Regions from separate parts of the Mus musculus genome. Here region 1 is linked to region 2. The links are chromatin contacts, called in public Hi-C maps. All regions are on one chromosome and are shown on one strand. Each heading gives the region's core, a stretch centred on a gene start, on an enhancer-like site or on the middle of the called end of the contact. The rest is flanking DNA. Distances are from core to core; before and after follow the strand shown.

What was found. A called contact is a pair of places that touch in the nucleus more often than the background predicts.
Region 1: a contact with region 2 is called in a Hi-C map of the N1E-115 cell line, with 7 times the contacts expected there. The contact joins two enhancer-like sites. A contact is called at or near these places in 3 of 484 Hi-C or Micro-C datasets (the N1E-115 cell line, nephron progenitors and stem cell-derived motor neurons).

Annotation. Positions count from the first base shown.
Region 1 is chr9:67,335,771-67,341,237 of GRCm38.p6, reverse strand. It overlaps Tln2 (talin 2), which reads left to right. Exons shown (of 58, transcript NM_001081242.2): 23 at 843-956; 24 at 2,915-3,028. Among named protein-coding and RNA genes, the nearest start is that of Mir190a, 100 kb to the right of the region's middle. Within about 2 kb of position 1,982, at least 3 of the 459 cell types and tissues checked have an H3K27ac peak or open chromatin away from gene starts, as enhancers often do. A contact at or near this core is called in the N1E-115 cell line, where this site is marked.
Region 2 is chr9:67,460,823-67,466,157 of GRCm38.p6, reverse strand. The region is part of intron 1 of Tln2 (talin 2); the gene reads left to right. Among named protein-coding and RNA genes, the nearest start is that of Tln2, 96 kb to the left of the region's middle. Within about 2 kb of position 2,572, at least 40 of the 459 cell types and tissues checked have an H3K27ac peak or open chromatin away from gene starts, as enhancers often do. A contact at or near this core is called in the N1E-115 cell line, where this site is marked.

The DNA of each region.
Region 1 (5,467 bases), core at 733-3,232, 120 kb after region 2:
AGACTCTGCTGCTTACCAATGCCATCTCAGCATTAACAATTGTCTCTTGTCTTTTGTATTTTAAATTTCCATTTATTCTTTGGTAACTTCATACATAAATGTATTTAGATCATATCCACACTCTACTCCTAACTCCTGGACCACTTCTCTATATCCCTCTCCTAACTTCATGCTGTTGGCAGCTACCCAAATGGTGATTGTTCCTCCTCCTCCTCCTCCTCCTCCTCCTCCTCCTCCTCCTCCTCCTCCTGCTCCTCCTCCTCCTTCTCCTCTTCCTCCTCCTTCTCCACTTTCTCCTCCTCCTCCTCCTTCCTCTAATAATAATAATTTGTTGAGTCAAAATCCTGCTGCTACCAGTGCTTGGGTGTAGGCTCTACCCGGAGAGCATAGGCACCCTCCAATGATCTACAGAGAAGAAAAATGACTTCCCTTTCCCCATTGGCCATCCGTGGCCAACAGCTCCTTAGCTAGATGTGGGGCCTCCTGAGCCTCTTCCTGCTTCCTGCTGGAGAGTTGACTACCTTGATCATTTGCATAATTTGGAGGACACCAGGGTAGAGAGATAGAAGAGCCAGGGGTTGGGGAGGCTTGTGAAATAATGTCTTCCGGATATGACAAGGCCATCGTGCTCACTCATAGCACCTGTGGTGACCAGAATGAGACCAGCAAAAGGTCACGCCCATCTTTTACCAAAAGCAGACAGCAAGGAAGACAGCAAAGGGTGACAAGGTTGAGATTGTTGGTGGCTTCGAAGAGACAGTGTCTGCTCCCATAGTGGAAAGGCATGATGTATGAGTTTTCAAGCACCATCCTGGACTGACCTGTGTCCCTCTCCTCTGCAGGTTGCAGCCAAGCAGGCTGCAGCTGCTGCCACACAGACCATCGCAGCCTCCCAGAATGCAGCCATCTCCAACAAGAACCCCTCAGCCCAGCAACAACTGGTCCAGAGCTGCAAGGTAGGCTCCCTGTGCGCCGAGGGCCAGGTCTGCAGCAGATCACTGATGACATTAGACCGCCACACGCCCCCGTAATTCACTTAACACAGGTCTTCCAGGCTCCTAATCTAGTTTGCAGTGGTTCTGTGTTCCAGGTGTACACATGTCTGGTTTTTGTCCATTAAGTGGAGCCTGCATTTGGAAGCAGTGTCTTTTCCAACATTATCTTTCCTTTATCCACATCTTGTTTAAGAGACTTAATTAAATAAAAAGAATCGATGAGGCCTTTTGGAGCTTTGAAATGGAAATGAATATTTGGCTTTCCAGAGTACCTTCCCCTCTGGGAGACTGGTTATGTCCAGTCTCCATGCACTACGGCAGGCTGATTTCCTGCTTTCTCCACATCTGAAGTCTGCTTTGTCCTGTCTGCCTTCTGTAGCCTCCTGTTGGGTGCACTCTGTTATCTGTGGCTTGGTTGTCTGTTTTGGGGGGACAGGGCATTGGTGTTGTGTCAAAGGAAGCTTTCTGCAAACATTCTCTTTTCCAACCAAGAGGGGTGACTCTCCCAGGACACCTGGGATGATGTCCCCCCCTTTTGATGTCCTGGGACATAAAATCCTTTTGCAGAGGTGTCTCCTGCGCGTGATGGGACATCTTGCTGGAGTCTCCTAAGAGTGTGGGCAGTGGAGGCTGGTGGCAGGCGTGTCTGATTGTGCCAGTGTTCCGACAGTTAACCTGTTCTGACTTTCCTCCAAATCTCTGAAAAAGATTGAGTCAACCAAGGGAAGCTGCCTCTTCAGCCGTGGCTTTGCTTCTGGGAGAATCCAATTCTTCACAAATTGGCCATGCAACTGGGAGAGGATTGTCTAGAGCTCTCTAGGCCTGATTCTGGTTTTCCCAAGGTCCCCTCTCATATTTGACTGTGATGCCCAGGAATTTGTGGTCCTTAGTGCTTAGGGTATGTGGAAGGAGAAGAGCTTACTGAAAGTGAGGCCTCTGCTCAGACAGTATAGTTCTTTCTTGTGCCGTTCAGTTGCCAGCAAGGCTGGAAAGTGGCCTTTCCCTTCCTCAGGGACTGCAAGCTGCTCATGCCCAGGGACCTATTGTGGAGCCAGCCAGCCTTCTCTTCCTCTTTGCCAAAGAGACTGAAGGTATTAGATCTCTGAACATCCCTGCCAAGAAATGAGAGAGAATCTAAATGACAGACTGAAGTTGAGAGGGAAAATGGACCAAGTTTCTGGAATCAGCATTGGAAAGGGCCTGCTCACATTTCCATTGGGATATTTTAAAATATGTTTACAGTTTGGCTAGGGTGGAGGGTAGACACTAGGCTAAAATGCACTGGGCACCTTTACCATTGGTGATACTCCAGCCTCTGACGCCTGCTCCATCAGAGGGCAATTGGGAAGATCCCAAGCTGATGGGGCTGTCATAGAGTAGTCCTGCTTTGCTAAATGTGGCTCCTCTCTCCCCGTTTGTTGGGTTTCCTCATTTGAGCAATGCTAAGAACTGGTTGGGACAGAAATAGGAGCAATGGCCACATGTAAGGTGAGGCCCATACCTGCAGAGTCAGGGGTCTGAGCACTTAAACATGCTGTCTCTTGAACCTCTCCCATCCTCTTTCAGGTCATACAGCCATCTGACTCAGTTTATCTGACTGTGAATTGTAGGTTGGTTGGTTGGTTTTTTACCTTCAGTCCTCATGGCCTGGAGCCTGTGAGTTTTGACTAGGGAAGTTTTTTCAAGGCTTTGTTATAGACAACAGTAGGCTATCAATAGACTGAGCCCATCAGGACCACTGTTAAAGTGGGAGGGGTGAGGAGAAGAGGGTTCAGTATGCTGTCGTATCCAGCTTCTGGTACTAGTGTCCCTGGGAGCGGATCACGCATCAACAGTCATCACTTTGGGCCATTTCCCTGCCCCTTTGCTAGCTGTCCCTCTCTGCCTATGCTCAGTTGCTATTTTCTTGCTCCTTGCAGGCGGTGGCTGATCACATCCCTCAGCTAGTGCAGGGCGTGAGAGGGAGCCAAGCACAAGCAGAAGACCTCAGTGCCCAGCTGGCTCTCATCATCTCCAGCCAGAACTTCCTGCAGGTAACATAGAACAGCACCATGGTCCTTTGCAGAACCCGCAGCTGGCAGAGTCTGTCCTTTGTCCTTAAGGGAAAGAGCATTACCTGTGCAGATCCCACAGCCTTGGCTAAGTTCTTGTCTGAGCAGCTGCAAGGCCTCTTTACGTTTCAAAGGAGGGATATGTCACTGGCCCAGTGAAGTGCTAGTGATCAAGGCAAGTAGTGGTGGGTTAGTTTTTCAAATGCTGCCTATGGGTGATCCGCTATGCAGAGATAAAACATGGATGTTTTTGTCTGCTTTCTTGTGTTCTGTTACACAGAGGGATACACTAGCTGGTTTGTTGGGTGGATATAAAATCTTGAACTTAGAATTATTTTATACTTCATTGAGAATTTCCTGCAATGTAATTTGATCATATTCACTTCCGCTCCTCCCTGATCTCCCTCCAGAACCAGTCTCACTCACCTGTCTAGCCCTGACTTAGACTTTGTTTTCTTAAGTCTAATAACCCATTGACTCTAGTTTGTGTTGTGTATATACTTCTGAGAGCATGCACCAGAGAGGGTCAATTCTGCCACAAGCCACACCCTTAAAGAAAAGGAAGTCTCTACTAATTGTCAGTTGTTCTTCAGTTAAGGATGTGAGTTCATGAACCCCTTTCCACTCCACGCTAGAATGCTAACTGGCTTGATATTGTGCCGGTCTTGTGCAGGCAGCCGTGTCAATGATGAGTTCTTGAGTGTTACAGTCCTATCATATCCAAAAGACACTGTTTTATCCCAAAGCTCCTTTACGTCTGACTCTTAAGATCGTTCTTTTAACAATATATTCTAGTTATGGTGTATAATGTTTTGAATTGCATTCATTGTATATGAACCCTTTGGGGCTCGAACCCAGCAGGAGAAGTAATAGCTGTACCTACCACTGCCCTGTCTCCAGCCCTCCATCTTCTTTGTAGTGTGGGCATTTGTGATTCAGAAGGTATGCTGGGTGACTATGCTCTGCCTTTAACCATCCATCCCTTCATTAGACACGCTGGCTCTTTTTTGGGGCTACCATGAGCTGCCTATAATGAGAGCCTCTTCATGTGCAGTCTTCATCCCCAGCTTGAGTTATTTACTTGGGTGAATTCCTAGAAATAGGTTGGCAAACTAGTTTACTTCTTCTTTGTCACACTGAGATTTGGGGTCTAGAAAGAAGGTCGTTTTTTCATAGTAATCCTGGAGCTACTTCTGTGTTTAGTCTGCATCCAGGCACACGGTAGAGAGTTAGGATTGAGCAGTGAAGGTGGTTCTCAGTCCACTGAACTGGATTGTAGGTTCCCTCCCTCCCTCCCTCCCTCCCCCCCTCCTTCCTACCCACATTTTCTTTTTTTCTCTCTCTCCTCTTTTCTTCTTTTCTCCTGTTCTTTTAACTGCTATTGTAGATACTTAAAACTTTGTTTAAAAAAAAAAAAAAAAAAAAAAAACAGGCAAACTTCAAAGTAAAAGGCAGCAGAATCAACAAATCAAAACGTGTGTATGTTTAAGCTAAGTGTGGTGGCATAGGCCTAAAGAGGCGGCTAGATCAAGCGTGTAGATCGCTAAATTCAAGGCCACCCTAGTCTACATAGGACAGCCAGAGATACACAGAAAGATGGTGTCTTGGGGAATAAACTAGAAAAGTGGAAAAAAAAGTGTGTGTGGATATTTATATGTATTTATATTTATAAATACACATAATGTGAGCAAGAACTGTTAAAATACATATTTACAATATCTAGTGTGTGTGTGTGTGTGTGTGTGTATGTATCTATATATAGACACACACACACATTCTACCACTAAGCTAACCCAGCCCCCAGCCCAAGCATACATCTTTAACTTCCCACATGAATATTGTAGAGTTGCCCTTCCAGAAGGATGAACAATGTGAATTTACAGCTCATAGTATATGGAGCACACTTTTTAATCCATCTTTTATGAGATGGAGTTAAGAGCTTTAAAAAGTGTTTTAGCTTCTATCTTCTTTAAATTTTATTTTGTTTGATTTCATATCCTTTGTTTTTGAATGTTAAGCATTTTTCATGTATCAGTATTATGTTCTTAAGGTCTGGTAACATGAAATCATTCAAGTTTTTTAATACTTACATTAGGTTCTCCTACGGATTCTCATTAATTCTTTAAATACTAACATAGTACTTTTATCCTTAATATTTATGATCTGGCACTTAAATCATTACAACTTTTCTGAGACCCATTTATAGCATACATTTTTAAAGCCCTAAAAGCTGGTGTGCTTTGGAGCCAGAAAAGCAACTTCTAAAATTTTACACACTAAAAATTATTGAGATTTAGCTAGTTCTCTGACATTTTTTTTTCTACATTGGCATTGGCAAGGAAATGGATACATCCCAACAGTAGGAGACTGAGAAATATCTACAGGATGCATAGAACACCATATACCTAAAAAGCCAGGCAG
Region 2 (5,335 bases), core at 1,323-3,822:
GAAGCTTGAGAACCACTGCAAGAAAGCCTTGTGCGTAGCGTAGCTCTGTGTAATTGAAATTCCTAGTTGTTCACTCACGAGTCAACTAGGCCTCAGTTAGGAACAGAAGTTAGTGCAGTAACTGACTGAATATGGCAGAGATAAAGTCTATTGTGGATTCCCCAATATTGATATAATTAACTTATGTGTGCATATGTGAAGGGCATGCACATATACCCGTGGGTGTGTACATGCCTATACGGGCAACCGTCTTATTTACTGAGCCATCGCTCCAGCCCCTGTAGTCTATATTCGTTTGTGGAGCATCCCTCTAACTGTCACTGTTTGAAGATTGTGCTATGTAGTACTCATTCTTACAAAATTTGCATTCTAATTGCACATACTAGGAATTGGCATTTAAGTATTTTAAAAGTTTTAGAGGGGAGAGTGAATTCTAGAACAATAAAGACTTCCTAACCCCGCTCACATTTTTGATCTGGAAAGCCCATAAAGAGGAAATACAACAAAACAGAAGGATTGCAGCCTCTCACGTGGCCTCTGCATAAAGACACACTTTACCCCACTTTGCATTCACATCCTTTGCACCATTAACTGAACATTTACAGGATTGTTTTTAGTCATTTAATTAATGCAAAGTATGTCTTTAATAATCATTTGCATAAAATAACTAATTAAAACATTTTCCAAAGTAGTATATGGGACATTTGTCCTAAGATGTAGACCACAAAAATAAAGTTATCTGTGCCTGTGTAATTGTTGGACTCATTTAGTCCTAATAACAGCATATTAAAGCATCTAAAATGTTTCTGTGGTAGAAAACTCCTTTTAATTTTTGTTAAGCCAGCGTTTCCCACATTCAATGAAGAAACTTTTGTTAATGCAATACTTTTTATTTTTAAGATTTTATTTTTTTGTGAAAGTGCTTATCTCTGTGTCTGTATGTGTACTGTGTCTACATATTATGACCAGGGGAGGGTAGATTCCCCAGAACTGTGAGGCACTCCATGTGGATGCTGGGAACTGAACTCAGGCCTGAACTAAACTGAGTTGTTCTATGCCCCAGTATAGGGGAATGCCTGAGCCAAGAAGCGGGAGTGGGTGGGGAGGGGGGAAGGGGATAGGGGATTTTTGGAGGGAAACTAGGAAAGGGGACAACATTTGAAATGTAAATAAAGAAAATATTTAATAATAATAATAATAATAATAATAATAATAATAATAATAATAATAAAGAGTATCAAGTGCTTTTAATCAAGAAACCTTCTCTCCAGCCCTGCATGGTTTTGAGGGTAAGGGGGTGGGCTTGGGGAATACTATCTGTAGAAGAATATACAAGATGTCCTAAAGTCTTTCTTTTGGGTCTCACTTTGCCCTTTGTCTTGCAGAGGACAAAGTAGCCTTCTTTCTAGTCTCCTTGGAATGTCTTGAGTGTTGCTGCTGCTGGCAGCTCTTCATTGAGATTCTTTTGACTCAGACCAGCACCCAGCTTCTAGCTGGCAGGTTAGTTCAGGAAGCCAGGAGCAGAGAAATGGCCTCTCTCTGAGGAGTCAGATATCTTCCAACCTAGCAGAGTGGGGCTGTACTCACGGAGACGCTCTTTGAATGAAAGCATTCTTTAGATTTCTGCAGAAGAACAGAACAGACATGGCAAGGGATAGACATTGGGAAATGTTGGGAGAGTTTCAGTTGCAAAATGTTTCTTCTTCTCTCCCTTTGATTCTGGCCATTGCTGTGTGTGGCTGTCAGAGAACTCTGTCTTGTTTCTTCTTAGATTTTCTGACTTTGAAAGACAGGAATGCGCTTTGCTTTTCACTCGTGGCTTAGTCTTAATGTCTGAATACTCTAGTTTGGGGCCACAAAATACTTGCATCACTAATGCCTTAGATAGGCAGACACACTACAGGGGTATGGAGTCTCTGAGGAGAATCCAGGACCATGTGGCAGAATGAAGATCCCTTCTAGGCTCAGAAGAAGCAGGGAGGTCCTGTGCCACATGGTGTGTGAGGAGCTTGCTCATCTCCTGGGCCTGCAGTCGGGCTGTCTCTGAATCAGGGGTGAGGATGGAATAGAGGAGAATCTAGAAAATCCAGTCATGTTAGGTCTGGTAATTTCAGGAATTGTCAAATTTTCAGCATCAAATGGGGAGCTTTATAAGGCGAAACAGCCCGGGCTGACAGCGCCCTTCCTCTGGTGAATGAGAAGGTTTTGGTAGTAACTTTTGTTGACTTCTGATTGCATCAACCAGTGCTTTATGCTATCTCTAGACAGCAGTACCCAAGGAGCTGCCAAGTGACTCGATCAGAAGATAGAGTGCTCTTTGGAAGCCCGTGGTCTTCTAATTCCTTGAGTAATTCAGGTTTAACAAGAAGGATTTTAGGACGAGACATGTGGTTTGGTGATAGAAAGGGCTTGCCTGGCATAGTCAGGGCCCTGGATTCCATCTCTAGCACCACAAAAACCCCACCAAGCATTTTAAACAGATAGCTGTGCCCGCAGGAGGCCTGTTCTGTGTCAGCGTTCTCTGGGGACCTGTTAAGATCAGACAGTGAGCAATGAGTCTCTGCCACAAGCTGATTCTATCTCTGCTTCAAGAGCCTGTGGCTCAGATAAGCTCTATAGTGACGGCTGGACTTCGCTGGTTGTGTTAGCTGTGTGTTCACCCTGAGCCTGGCCCCTTCCCCAGTGGCTTTATTACAAAGCAGGAAATTTAGGCCCGAAGAGTTTAAAGCACATTGAGGGCAAATGACTAGTAAATTACTGTCCAAGATCAAATTTCTTCCTCTTAGCCACTATGCCTTCCCTCAGTGTAATGTTGAATTTCACAAATCTTGTTTTTTTTCTTTTGTGTGTGTGTGTGTGTGTGTGTGTGTGAGAGAGAGAGACAGACAGACAGACAGACAGACAGACAGACACTGAGAGAGACAGAGACTGAGGCGGGACAGGGGGAGAGAGAGACAGAGACAGACAAAGAGAGAGAGAGACAGACAGACACAGAGAGAGACACACACAGAGACACAGAGAGACAGACACAGAGACAGACACAGAGAGAGACATAGAGAGAGACAGAGAAAGAGACAGAGAGAGACAGAGAGATAGATATTTAGGATATATGACATGTTATTGCTTGTGTGTGCATGTATGTTTTTGCATGTATGTGTGTACATACACATATACATAGCTATGTGAAGTCCCTTCTTACCTCGGTTTGTTTCCATCTCTGTGATAAAACACCATGAACAAAGCAGCTTGGGGGAGGGGTTTGTTTGGCATCCACATCATGATCACAGTCTGACACTGAGAGAAGGCAGGACAGAAGCTCCATCAGAAACCTGGGAGGAAGAACTCAGAGAAGGTGGAGGAGGGCTGCTTGCCGTAGGGCTTGTTCATTGCGGGGATAGCTTGTTTTGTCTTTGTATATCATCTTGGACCACCTGCCTTGGGGTAGTGCAACTCCATTAATCAAGAAAATGCTTATGGACCAGTCTGGTAGAGACATTTTCTCAGTTGAGGTCCCTCTTTCTAGATGACCCAGTTTGCGCTGGATTGACACAACTGAAGCAGCCCAAGGCCCGAGGTTGATAGCCATCTATCCTCACCTCTTTCCCTCTGTACTCACTGAGGCCTGCTCTCTCTCTCTCTCTCTCTCTCTCTCTCTCTCTCTCTCTCTCTCTCTCTCTCTCTCTTTCTCACTCAGATCCAGAGCTTGCTATCCAGCTTGCCCTCACACTCCCCTCTCACACCTCCGAGGCAGCAGTTATGGAAAGGCCACCATGCCCACCTGTCTGTCCTTCCGGAGGGTGTCAGGAACTCTAAGCGCTGATCTTCACACTCTGTACCGAGTACTGGAACCTTCAAGCCATTCTCCCAGCCCAGTCTCCAACTCGGGCCCTGTGGAGACTCGCTTGGCATTGAGGAGGCTCCCTGGCTTTGGTGACTTGTGACTTTTTCTGAGTGGTGTGTTGCAGCCGTAGATACTAAGTGCCATGACAGCTCATCTCTGAAACAAAATCCTGGCTCTGGTCTATTGTCTGACTTCCTCGGGCTTGTTCCAGGGAGAGGGAGCTGAGAGGACAGGAAGGGGGCTAATAGAAATATGACTTAAAAGTATCTGTGCAGCTACCTGGAATTACGGTTTCCTAACCAGGCTCATAATTACGATAGTATAGGAGTGCTTGTACGATATGTAACTTGGAAGCCTTTAAACATAAAGGAAGGAGAAGAATACATTTGTTTTCTAGATGTAAAGTGAACATGAGGGGCCCATTGTGGGAATACATTCTTGCGTTTTGTAATTTCAATGGAAAAATAGGGCTTTTAATATATAAATATGACCTAATAAAGAGAAACCTGTGTAGTGGCTAAGCATATTGATAAAAAATATTTTAACTGTAGGCTGGCTCACCTGCATACTTAATGGTCCCTTTGTTTTTCTTTATGCAATCTGTCTCCTTACAAATTCCAGTGTTAAATTAGACGTTATGTGAGGCCTGAGAGGTGGCTCCGCCGTCAAGAGCAGTTGTTGCTCTTGCAAAGGACCTGGGTTTTGGTTCCCAGCACCCACATGACGATTTACAGCTGTTCTCAACTCTAGTTCAGGGGATTGGATGCCCCCTTCTGACTCCAGTGGGCACCAGGCACACACATGTTGGCATACATATGTACATGCAGGTAAAACTCAAGCAGATAGAAATCAAATAAGTCTAAAAGAATTTCGTAAGATTCTACCTACCTGATGGAGTCATCCTTTGCCTTTGGGATGTGAGGTTGGAGCTGCCCAGCTAACTTTAGTTAACGTTAGTGATCACAGGCATTAGGTGAATTATAGGTGCTTCATCTTTGCTCAGGGTCACAGAACTTAGTATATTTCCTTTCCAGTAAACTTCCATCATATTTCTTCATCTTAGGGAAAATTTATGATTGGCTTTGTTTCATCTTAAGGGGGATATTAATTTCCTTATTGGTTTGTAAATTATGAACAACAACTTTTTGTCTTGCATGTAAATATTTTTCATGTTTATCTTTTTGCAGAAGTATCAGTGGAATTTTTTTGTCATTTTTTAATTTATGTATTTTAATTTTTCTGTGTGTGTGTGTGTGTGTGTGTGTGTACATGCACATGCGCATACAGCTACCACTGGATGAGGGTGTCAGATCCCCCGGAAGCTGGAGTTATAGGTGGTTGTAGCTGCCCGGTGTGGGTGCTTGGAACCTAACTCTGATCTGCTGGAGCAGCAAACATTCCTAACCACTGAGACCCTAACTTAGTTTTTGTTGTTGTCGTTGCTAATGTAGCAAGCCAAATGTTTTATTATTTTATATGTTCAGATTTTGTTTT